2 separate regions of the Sus scrofa genome follow, and region 2 is linked to region 1. Evidence: chromatin contacts called from public HiChIP or PLAC-seq data. All regions are on one chromosome and are shown on one strand. Each heading gives the region's core, a stretch centred on a gene start, on an enhancer-like site or on the middle of the called end of the contact. The rest is flanking DNA. Distances are from core to core; before and after follow the strand shown. Region 1 holds the start of EIF3I (eukaryotic translation initiation factor 3 subunit I). Region 2 holds the start of MARCKSL1 (MARCKS-related protein).

What was found. HiChIP or PLAC-seq counts read pairs in DNA pulled down with a chosen protein or histone mark.
Region 2: an H3K27ac HiChIP or PLAC-seq map of alveolar macrophages shows a contact between it and region 1. The contact joins the promoter of MARCKSL1 here to the promoter of EIF3I in region 1. A contact is called at or near these places in 1 of 5 promoter capture datasets (liver), 7 of 47 Hi-C or Micro-C datasets (alveolar macrophages, embryonic fibroblasts, fetal skeletal muscle and 3 more) and 2 of 2 datasets of contacts at active chromatin or transcription factors (alveolar macrophages and skeletal muscle).

Annotation. Positions count from the first base shown.
Region 1 is chr6:88,692,424-88,698,387 of Sscrofa11.1, reverse strand. EIF3I (eukaryotic translation initiation factor 3 subunit I) reads right to left here and starts at 2,462. Exons shown (of 12, transcript NM_001244624.1): 1 at 2,404-2,462; 2 at 2,244-2,310; 3 at 2,219-2,241; 4 at 863-950; 5 at 506-571. The coding sequence starts at 2,406. TMEM234 (transmembrane protein 234) reads left to right here and starts at 2,511. Exons shown (of 6, transcript XM_003482013.4): 1 at 2,511-2,541; 2 at 2,822-2,902; 3 at 2,905-2,972; 4 at 4,042-4,108; 5 at 4,874-4,966; 6 at 5,240-5,964. The coding sequence starts at 2,526. The coding sequence ends at 5,334.
Region 2 is chr6:88,785,345-88,791,308 of Sscrofa11.1, reverse strand. It overlaps MARCKSL1 (MARCKS-related protein), which reads left to right and starts at 3,537. Exons shown (of 4, transcript XM_003356281.4): 1 at 3,537-3,827; 2 at 4,226-4,255; 3 at 4,623-4,770; 4 at 4,773-5,897. The coding sequence starts at 3,741. The coding sequence ends at 5,134.

The sequences.
Region 1 (5,964 bases), core at 1,213-3,712:
CAAACATGCTCTTCCCTGCTCAGGGACCTCACAGCATGCGGAGTCCTACAGAACAAAGCCCTGCTCTGAGTTGGCATTCAAGGCCTGGTCTGGCCAAGCCTGCCTCATCTCCACTGCTGTCATTTACATCTCCTAAGTAGCAGAAATTCTTGCCTGATGAGATGACTTGGACATGACCCTTGCCGTGCGTTCAGTCCTGCATGGGCCAAAGCAATGACCTCTTTCTCATCCTTCAAGCCCTGGCTCATATGACATTTACCATGGGAAACAGTCCCAGGCGGCTCCCATCCCCATTCCAGGCCGTCAGTTGACCCCCTCTGGCCTTCTGCAGTGCTCCTTGCTTTCTCTCACATGGTCTGTGTCTTACTGCAGGGCCTCTTTTCTTATCTGTCTCTTTTTCCCCAGACTAGGAACCATCTCTGGATTTACCTCTACTTCTCCAGAACCTGGTCACCTAAACCAGTGTATCGTAGGTCCTCACTGCTGAAAAAGGATCCAGGCTTACCTGTTTCACAGTCCCAGAGACGACAGCTGTTGTCAGCTGAGCCGGTGAGGACATGCTTGGTGTCCCCTGAAGAGGGTGTTAAGAAGCACGACAGAGCTCACCTGAACCCTTGTCCTCCTGGAAGGCCAACCTCCCAGACAGCCCCCTTCTTCTCTGATCTCAGAACATCATAACCTCCTCATCCAAAATGGAAACTTGTCCTAAATGTTCTCCCAACCGATGAATGGACCAAAAAGTAGGAGGTAGGTATCATTCTCTAAACCCACAAGAGCATCTCAAACTCCCAACTCCAAGTCAGCTGCCTCTCTGCTGCTGGCTGACGCTGGGAGCATGGACTCAGAGCACAGACAAGGATACAGTCAGCGTCCACACACCACACAGCACCGGTGTGGCCCATGTAGGTGCCCAGCCTCTCACCATTCACAGAGTACCATACATTGACAATCTGGAGGAATCAATGACAATGTGACAGCCTGACAGGTGTCCCAGCAGAGCAATGGCCTCCTATTTTCCTCCAGGGGCCCCAGCAGGCTCCAGCCCAGCCAGATTCTGCCCTCTCCTGCTCGTCTCTTGGGAAAGAGCAGGTGGCTGTTAAAAAAAGACCAACTCCTAGATTCTCCTCCTTCCCGCTGGGGAGTCTGAAGGCTTGCAAAAAGTCTCCATTTGCCACTATCCCAGCCAGTCCTTCCCCAGATTCCTAAACCCTCAGAAGAATAAAAGATCAAGTTGAGTGCCAGCCTAAAAAGCAGCAACTTTGGTGCTCTGTCCCAATGGGAGCAGGTGGTAGTAAGAAAGCCTGGGTTCCAGTCCCTGCTCTGCTATTCTCTCACAGTATTATCTCAAAATGAAGCCTCTCCCCTATGATCTTCGGTTTTCCCATCTGTAAAGTGGCCATGACAATAATGCCTTCTTCAAAGCATAGCTCTGCAGCTCTAACAAAATAATGTCTAAGCAATTTATAACATGAGTAACATTAATTAGGTACTCACACACACCAGGTACTGTGCTAAACTCCTTACCTGAATAATCCCCTTTAATCCTAAAGATAACCCCATGAGAGGTACTATTGCCACCTACATTTTGTGAAAAAGGACACACTGCATGGTGAATGCAGTCACGCTGCTCAGTCACACTGCTACTGAATGCAGGATTCAAACCAGGTCTTTTTGATTTCAGAGCCTCCAGTTTAGTCACTAGAGTTAACCTCCTCCATGTGGAGGTGCCTCAACAGGCAGTAATGTGAGGGGCTGTTTGCAGTCACTGACAGGGTAGGGCCCAAAAGAGCTGACTGAAATGACACCAGGGACATCTTCACTAAGGCCACTGTGTCTCTAGCTGCCCAAGGATCAACTTTCCCTTTCTACAGGTGGTCTGTTCCCCTATTTTTGTAGAATAGCTTTCTTTCCCAGAATGGTTTCCCCTCACCCCCCCCCCCGAGAGCTGACCTTCTTCCCCGTCCCCCTTCCACAATGGTATTTGCTTTTCTTCTCCCCGGCTACTCCTTCCTCCTACCAACAACTGAGTTTTTCCTCACTTCTCTCTCACCTAACCACGGGATGGTCTCTCTCTACTTCTCAGAACGGGGCGCTCTTTGATTTCTACCTCGCGGCAAAACTGGCTAGTCTACCCTTCGACCCAGCAGAAGCAACTCGCCCCCTCCCAGGCTCCCTCTGTATGTATGTCCCGCCGGCCCGCCCTCCGGCGGACGCTCACAGGGTCCTTGGCCACCGTGAAGAGAGGTCTCCCTCGCGGTTGTACTTAATCTGCGTAATGGACCGCTCATGGCCCTGCAGCAGGATCGGCTTCTGTGGGGACAGGACGAGAGTGTCAGTGCCCAAAAGAGGCCCATGCCCCAGCCAGGACCCCCATGGAAACACCTCCAACTAAAGAGAACTCACCATACCGGCGAAAACGCTGGGAAGGCGGCAACGTGAGTAGAAGCGGAAGAGGGTTTGACGCCACTTCCGGATTACGGGTCTCCGCCCTTTCTTTCCCGGAAGTGCAGAGGGGCGGCGTTGCCATGGCGGCGACCCTGGGTAGGCGGCCCCGCCCTTCACTCGGCTTTCAGACCCTCATCCGGAGCTCATCTCCTTCTCCATTTCCACCATCTAACCCGACCCCTGATGCAACCCCGAACCTGGGATCCTGGATCCATCTCCCCGGCTTCCCGGGGTCTGTCCTAGTGGCCAGACGCCCCGGAGCCTCCAAGAGGAAGAAGGGATTTGAGGGCGGGAGTGGGGCTGGGTGGCTGAAGGAGGGTTGGACCTGTGTGGTGGGCCTGCGGGGGGAGAGGGTGTCACTCGCATCTCCATCCAGGGCAAGTGCTGGCGCTGGTGCTGGTGGCCGCTCTGTGGGGTGGCACACAGCCGCTGCTGAAGCGGGCCTCCTCCCGCCTGCAGCAGTTCATGAGAGGACCTGGGTCCAGCAGTTGCTGCAGGAAATGAAGACCCTCTTCTTGAATACTGAGGTGCGTCTGTGAATGACCCCTCTCTTGGGGGTAGCCCATAAGAATTTGTTCTCTGGAGTCAGACACGTCTGGGTCAGAATCTGCATCCCACCACTTATTTACTAGAAGCTCTTGGATGAGTCCTTTGTGGGCCTTGAGCCTCAGTTTCATCATCTGTAAAATGGGAGTAATAATGGTAACAATCTTACTGGGCAGTTGTGAGGACTGAGTGAGGTCAGGCACATTAAAGCTCTGAGCATTGGGCCTAGTAACTAATTAGGGCTCAAATCTGTGATTCTTTGAGCTGTATTATTAGTATTTTATTTTTTGCTTTTTTTGGGGGGGGGTGCTGCACCCATGGCATATGGAGGTTCCCAGGCTAGGGGTCTAATCAGAGCTGCAGCTGCTGGCCTACACCACAGCCACAGCAATGCCAGATCCAAGCCATGTCTGAGACCTACACCACAGCTCATGGCAACGCTGGATCCTTAACCCACTGAGCAAGACCAGAGATTTAACCCACAGCCTCATGGTTACTAGTCAGATTTGTTTCCACTGCACCACAACAGGAACTCCTAAATATTTTAGTATTTTATTATGGTGATCCCTCCAACAGACCTTTCTTGGGGGAGGGCTTAGGTTCAAATTGGCCTTGTGGAGGAGGATAAGGAAGGATATAGAGAACTATTTCTGACCCCAAAGCTCCCTGTCTAAGCTAATGGGAAAGACAAGACATAGACACAACTGCCTCTTAGGCTAAGGGCTTTAGGTGAGGTACAGATAAAGTGCATTAGTTCAGAGGACGGAGGCTGGAGGTAGGAGACTGGGGGAAGGCTTTGTGGAGGTAGGGACATTGGCACCCAGAGACTTGCAGAATGGGGAGGATAGGAACCAGCAGGCTGAGAGGGAGGGCATTCAGGGCAAAGGCGTGGAACTCAGTGACTTTCCCTCCACCCTGGAAGGGTCCTTTTCAGAGGGTTTAGTCCCCAGGCTCTTATAGCCACCTCTCCATCCAAGGAAAACTGTATCTCCAAGTTCAAAGAAAGCAGCTAAGTTAATCACACTGACTGCAGTTTTCTTTTGTTTCCAGTACCTGATGCCCTTTTTCCTCAACCAGTGTGGCTCCCTTCTCTACTACCTCACCTTGGCATCAACAGGTGGGTCTTTGGCTTAAAACTGCTATGCGGTAGTGGTGGAGGCTACTCAGGAGAATCACTGTGGGGAGAATATCTAAAATACCTTGTTGGAGCCTCCATCATGGCTCAGCAGTTAACAAACCCGACTAGCATCCATGAGGACGTGGGTTCGATCCCTGGCCTCGCTCAGTGGGTTAAGGATCTGGCATTTCTGTGAGCTGTGGTGTAGGTCACAGATGTGGCTCGGATCCCAAGTGGCTGTGGCTGTGGCCGGCAGCTGTAGCTCTGATTCGACTCCTAGCCTGTGAATTCCCATATGCTGTACTTGTGGCTTCTGAGGGAGCATGGAGTCAGAAGACCTGAGTTTGAATCCTGAGTTTTGCTGTGACTTCATCTGGAAAATGGAGTCATGAGATACCTATTTTATTTTATTTTATTTTATTTAGTTTCCTGTTGTTGCACAGCAGAAAGGAATCCGAGTAGTATGCATGAGGATGTGGGTTCTATTCCTGGCCTCTCTCAGTGGGTTGGGGATCTTTATTTTAATTTTATTTTGATACGCCCATAGCATAGAGAAGTTCCTGGGGCAGGGAATGAACCCACACTACAGTAGTGACTTGAGTCACAGCAGTGACAATGCTGGGTCCTTAACTCAGTCAGCCAGCAGGGAACTCCAAGATACCCTTTTGAAAAGACTATCTTGATGATGTAATAAAAGTGTTTTGTACCTAGAAAGACTTTTTTTTTTTTTGCATCTCAGAGATTCTTTTCATTCTCATCACCCAGATCTGACCCTCGCGGTACCCATCAGTAACTCTCTGGCCATCGTCTTTACACTGATTGTTGGGAAGGCCCTTGGAGAAGATATTGGTGGAAAACGTAAGTCAGAGGCCACTGCAAGTTCAGGAAGCCACTACAAGGGCTTTGACACCCCTGGGTAATTTTTTTCCATCTCCCATGTTCGGGTAAGGAGAGGATCATCCCCCATTGTACCCTTTCCTCTGCAGCTCTCTTGTTTCCTTTGGCCATCAGAGTTTCCTTCCCCTGGATAGTCTGGGGACAGACCCTTTCTGAGCCCTTCCCTCAGACCTGAACCAACTCCTGCTGGCGTGGCTATTCTCAGAACCCCTCAATTTCTGCCCATTATCCCAGGAGCATTCACAGGCATGGTGCTCACCGTGGCAGGAATTACTCTCTGCATCACAAGCTCAGTGAACAAGACTCAGGGGCAACCGTCTACGCTTTGAGTGGGCCAAGGCCATCCTCCAGCTCTGCTGTCCAGGGAGCCCCTGGGCCAGGAGGTAGAGCATGAGCATGCGGACTTAGCCCTCCCCTCCCCTCCCCCCACCCCATCCCAGCCTCAACTTCATCTCTTGGGATAATAGCTACCTCATGGATCATAATAAGAGAACAAGACGAGTTCTGTCTTGGTGCAGCAGAAACGAATCTGACTAGGAACCATGAGGTTGCGGGTTTGATCCCTGGCCTCGCTCAGTGGGTTAAGGGTCCAGCGTTGCCGCGAGCTGTGGTGTAGGTTGCAGATGCGGCTTGGATCTGGCCTTGCTGTTGCTCTGGTGTAGGCTGGCAGCTGTAGCTTCGAGTCGACTGACCCCTAGCCTGGGAACCTCCATATGCTGCAGGTGTGGCCCTAAAAAGAAAAAAGAAAAAAAAGAGAGAGAACAAGAGTGAGAGGGTTTTGTAACTTTCAAGTGCCGTTCAACTGCTGGGATTCAGCGCAAGAAACTTCACAATCACCTTCAGCAACCTTTTTGCCCCAGCAGCACTCTTGCTGTCATGTCAGGTCCCCAGATCTGACACTGTTACTATGGCCTGATCTGGAGTGTCCCAGCAGCATGCTTGGTGGACTGCAGAATCCC
Region 2 (5,964 bases), core at 2,288-4,787, 92 kb before region 1:
TTTCTTCTCCCCTTAAGGCATCCCTGGATGGGAAACCCCTAAGGGCAGGGGCCGGGCGTGACTCACAGCTGACACTCTGCCACATAGAAGCAGAAGGAGGAACTCCAGTCTCAGTGAGTATGAATCACAGAGGCCGAGCCGTCACTGTTCAGATGAGTAAACCGAGGCCCGAGAGGAGAAAGGAGACGGGCTTACAATTCCAGAGGAGGAGGAGGAGGCAGACCTGGCACTAGAACTGAGGTCTCTGGGCCCAGCCGATGCTCCCTGGGGGTGGGAACTGGGCTGTGCCAAGTCACCATTCCTGAGGCCTCCACTGGGACCACTTCCCCTCTCCGGGCCGGGCCGTCGCTTATGCTGGTCCCTCCCTAGAAAGGCCCAGCCTCCATCTCTGACAGGAAACTGCCCACCCACACCTCACCAGGCATCTAATCTGACCCCCAACAAGGGGGCCTCAAAGTGCCCCCCCCACAACCTTTTTTTTTTTTTTTTTTTTAATGTTTAGTCTTTTTTTTTTAGGGCCACACATGGAGGTTCCCAGGCTAGGGGCTGAATCACAGCTATAGCTGCCGGCCTACACCACAGCCACAGCAACGCAGGATCCGAGCCGTGTCTGTGACCTACACCACAGCTCATGGCAAGGCTGGATCCTTAACCCACTGAGCAAGGCCAGGGATCGAACCTGCGTCCTTATGGATACTAGTCGGGGTTCGTTAACCACTGAGTCACAACGGGAACTCCTCCCACAACCTTCTTTATGGGGCAATATTCTCTTCTGCCCTCCTCCCTCCTTTGGCCCCACCCTTGCTCTCCTGGGGGCTCAGGGAACCTCAGGCCAGGACGGGCCGAGCCTTCGCCAGAGAACTGAGACAGACAGGGGATGTGCAAAACCATGGGGTTTCTAGTCTCTGCAGCTTCCTTGCCCCTGTCCATCCCAGAGCCCCCCTGGCTGCCCCACTTCTGTCTCCCCTGCCACTCCGTCCTGGCAAAACCTCCCATCTCAAAGGTCCTGACCACCAGACCTGACCTGCTGAGGCACAGACAGCCACCCACAGGGACACTCACACAAAAAGTAGCCGCTCTCTTGTCCATACACACTCATAGTTACACCCCCAGTCACAGCCCGACACAGTCAGCAACGCAGTCTCAAGGACAGACAGGCCCACGCCCAGAAAGTCTCAGAGAGTCACCAAGAGTCACCAGGCCTCTCTCGCTCTCTCATCCTAAATACAGATGCAGACTCGCACAACCACAAAAGTATACACCTGGTCTCACACACACACACAAACCCAGTCACAAAGTCTCTCTCTCACACAGACAGATACAGAGCAATACACAGTCACACACAGAAAGAAACAGACACACACAGTTGCACACAGGCCCCTGGAGATACAGAACAATGGGCGCATTGTCTGGTCTGGCAGCAGCTGGGGAGGAAGGAGCTGCAGTGTGGACCAAGGAGGCCGTGGGGGCTGCTGTACCACCCCCCACTCGCCCCTGCAGCATCCGAAGCCTCTTCCCTCCTCCAGAAGCCAGATTCAGCTAGGACTTAGATTTGCTGAGGGATTCAGCTCCCAGGTGCCCCCTCCCCAGCCTCCTCTGATGTCTGGTGGGGGGTGCAGAGGCTCCCCTGTGCACCAGACTCCCTTGAGGCTCTGGGGACTCAGGGTCCTTTAGCCCTGATGCTCTCCTCCCGGGACCGTCTCTGTGATTTGCCTGTCATCCCACGGGGCAGCTCCTGGAAATAGGGAGCCTTGGGACCTGCTCTTAACCTCTGACTCCAGCCCCTCCAGGACACACACCCTCCATCCAAGCCCTGCCAGCTGGTGCGGGCAGTGCCTGGCAGCATTGTGGGTTCCCTATTGTGGCTGAGACAGAGAGGCAGGTCACGATGTCCATCCCTTAGTGGCAGTGGGTGGAGAAGTCACTGTCCTGTCAGTGAGCTGCAGTGGGCCATGGTGCCCTTTCCTGTCCCCAAAGCTAACTCTTCTTGCCTCCCATTCTGACCAGGCAGCCCCAGGTCTCAACAGAGAATTCTTCCAAGGCTTTCCTTATAGTTCCCAGCCCCTTTTTGTAGGTCTCTCCAAACTCTGTTACCCGCAGCTACAGGTATCTGCTGTGTGCCCTTGGGCATGTCAGTTTCCCTTTCTGAACCTCTGTCCTAGTCTGTAAAATGGGGGGGGGGGGCACTAATGAAGCCAAGTGTAGCCTTGGAGTGGGGGCAGGGATGGAGGCTACAAGAGTGAGTGCTGAATGTAGAAGCCACCTCCTCTGTGGTCGGACCTGTGGGCGTTCCTGATTTCTTAGGCCCTGAGGTGTCTCCACACCTCATAACCTCAGCCCTCCCAGGAGGCCTTATTTGTAGGAAGGAGGGAGTGAAGGAGGGACGTGCTGAGCTCTGCCTTTGCAACTTTGCTTCCTTCAGCCCCCATCCCCTTCCTCTTGGGGACGGACACACACACATCCCAGCCAGCCAGGACTCTGGGGTTCCCCCTGGTCTGCTCTGGGGGAGTGGCAGGAGATTCCAGCTGGAGCGTCTCCAGCCACCTCTACCTGGCCCCTGACTCCTGGCTCTGTCACTCAGGCAGGGCCGAAGGCTGGCCTGGTAGCTTGGAGGCTGTCCTCAAGGGGCCATTCAAGGCCTCAGGAACTGGCATGATTTAAGGTTTGTTGAATCCCTTCCTGGGCTTCTTCTGCCAGCTTGGGGAGGGTCTCTGATGCAGGGGAGCCCATGACAAGGGAGAGTGTCAGAGTCAGACAGGTTATGTCCTCATCTGTGAGCCTCAGGCTCCTCAGCTTTCCAACCGGGATGGAGATGCCCCTCAAGGTCACAAGACCACCCCAGACAGGACTTTGACATAGATCCAGGCTGAGGGCAGGAAGGGCCAAGGGTGAGCTTGTCTGTGGGGGTTCGGTGTGACTGGCCACCAGAGGACTGAGAAAAGGAATGAGGGACAGCCCTCACCAGTCTGATCAGAGCGACCCTGCAGCGGGTCAGACTTTCCAGGCTGCCCGGGGCCGGCAGGCAGGAACCTGGGCGGGACCTCGTACTGGTCTCCCGGCCTGAGGGGGTGCAGGACCCAGCCCTGGCCCTGCGGCTTCCACGATCACATTCTCTGGAGCATAACTCGGGACCAGCCGGCTAACGAGTCTGGGCATGTGAGTCTTTCGCAGAGTTCTACGAGGACACTGACTGGGCTGCCAGTGCCCAACCAAGGCTATAGGGGCCACTCCAGAAGCTGGGGTGTCCACCCTGAGAGGTGGGCGGTGAGAGGAGAGGATGACTGCCTTCTCCTCTTTCCTCTAGGAGCCCTTCTCCGCGCGGCTCGCGGAGGCGCCCCCCCTCTCCTTCCCACCCTGGACCCCACCTGCCCCGGCAGCCGTGTGGGCTGGGGGGGCCCAGACCGCCAGCGTCTCCCACTGCGCAAGTGGGGCCAGCGACCTGAGCCCGCCTCCGCCCCTCGATTGGGCGCTCATTTAAATGTCCGGCCCCGCCCCGAGCTCCGGGCGCGTATATATGGGCGGCTCGGCGGGCGGCGGGCGGCATTCTGGCGCGGAGCAGAGAGGCGGCGGGCGCAGCCAGCGGGTCGGGCACGGAGCGGGGGTGCAGTCGGTTTCCCCCCGACACCCCTCCCCCTCAGGCGTGAGCCCCACCCCTCCGCCGGCCAGGCCCACCCGACCGAACTATCCCCTGCGGCGCGAGCCCGGGGTGGCTCCGGGCGCCCCCCAGCAGAACCCCCACCATGGGCAGCCAGAGCTCCAAGGCTCCCCGGGGCGACGTGACCACCGAGGAGGCAGCAGGCGCTTCCCCCGCTAAGGTTAACGGACAGGTGGGTGCGTTCGGCCCGGCCCGACCCGGCCCCCTCCTCTCACACCTCGCCCCCTCTAGGGCCCCGGGCCGGGGCCGCGCGCTTTGTCCGGCCCGGGACACGCGGCGCCCCCTCCCCCGCCCGGTCCCTTTGTTCTCGGCGCCGCAGCCCCCGCGGGCGAAGCGAGGGGAGGGGCGGGGAGGGGGCGCCGGCCGGGCCCCGCCGCCTTCTTTGTTCGCGGCCCCGGCCCCCGGCGCTGCCCCCGGCCGCCCCGAGGGCCGCACGGGGAACAAAGGCGCTGCTGGGCCGCGCCAAGGGGGCACCCGGGGACCGCGGGGCGGGCGCCAGGAGGGGAGGGCACTCCCCCCGCAGACCCGACCTCAATAGCCCACGGCCTTTTTTTTTTTTTTTTTTTTTAGGGAGGAGCCGCGGCGTGGGGAGAGCCTGAGGTGGGTGGGGGCCGTTTACACAAAGCAAGAGGCAGGGAAAACAGGCGGTCCAGGTGCGGCGAACAGCGCCCCGGGGCGGCTTCCCGCCCAGTGTCGGCCGCTCGGCTCCCTCGCCCGCCCGGGATCCGCGGCCGCGGGCGGCTCTAGCGCCGAATAGAGAGCGCGCCCCGGGGGAGGGGGCGCCCGGGACCCCAGCGCCTCCTGCCGGCCGCGCCGGTGCGGGGCAGGAGGGGGAGGCTTGACGGGATGCCGGCTCCGGGGGTGCGGCGCAGTGAGTCGGGACCCCGTTGTCTGCGAGAGGTCAGGGGCGGGCTGGGGGAGGGGAGTCAGAGCCCCGGCCCTCACTGCTGTCTCCTCTGCCTTGCAGGAGAACGGCCACGTGAAAAGCAATGGAGACTTATCCCCCAAAGGTGAAGGGGAGTCGCCCCCCGTGAACGAAACAGAGGAGGCAGCCGGGGCCACTGGCGATGCCATCGAGCCAGCACCCCCTGGCCAGGGGGCTGAGGCCAAGGGGGAGGCCCCCCCAAGGAGACCCCCAAGAAGAAGAAGAAATTCTCTTTCAAGAAGCCTTTCAAATTGAGTGGCCTGTCCTTCAAGAGAAATCGGAAGGAGGGTGGGGGCGATTCGTCTGCCTCCTCGCCCACAGAGGAAGAGCAAGAGCAGGGGGAGATCGGTGCCTGCAGCGAGGAAGGCACTGCCCAGGAAGGGAAGGCTGTTGCCACCCCTGAGAGCCAGGAGCCCCAGGCCAAAGGGGCAGAGGCTGGTGCTGCCTCCAAGGGCGGAGACACAGAAGAAGAGGCAGGGCCCCAGGCCACAGAGCCATCCACTCCCTTGGGGCCGGAGAGTGGCCCTACACCAGCCAGCGAGCAGAATGAGTAGCTGGGTGGGGGCAGGTGGGTGACCTCTAAGCTGCAAAAACTGTGCTGTCCTTGTGAGGTCACTGCCTGGACCTGGTGCCCTGGCTGCCTTCCTGTGCCCAGAAAGGAAGGGGCTGTTGCCCCCTAGCCACGTTCCCTCTCCTCTCCCTCCTGTGGATTCTCCCATCATCCATCTGGTCTTCCTCCTAAGGCCAGCTGAAGGTGGTCCCTTGCAGTCTCCCCAGTTAGGTTAGTGATGTGAAATGCTCCTGCCCCTGGCCCTCCCTCCTTCCCTGTCCCCACCCATGCAGAAGGCAGTTGCTGGTTTTCTCCCCCAATTCTTTTCCAAGTAGGTTTTGTTTATTCCCCAAATCCCTGAGCCAGATCTGGGGGTGCCTACACTCCCAAATCCTGAGTGTCCAGCCTTCCCCTGTTGAGTTTCTAGTCTCTCGTGCTGTGCCTAGTGGCACCTGGGCTGGGGAGGACAGAGCCCCTGTCTAGGTTTTTATAAATGTCTTACTCAAGTTCGAACCTCCAGCTTGTGAATCAACTGTCTCTTTTTTGACTTGGTAAGCAAGTATTAAGCTTTGGGGTGGGGGGAGGTCTGTAATGTGAAACAACTTCTTGTTGTCTTTTTTTTTTCCCCCTCCCATTGTTGTAAATAACTTTTAATGGCCAAACCCCAGATTTGTACTTTTTTTTTTTTCTTTTCTAACTGCTAAAACCATTCTCTTCCACCTGGTTTTATTGTAACATTTGGAAAAGGAATAAATGTCGTCCCTTTAGTGGTGCTTTTTAATGAGTGGTCTTCTGGGGTAGGGTAAGAAGACTGGTTAACCTCAAGCCTTGAGG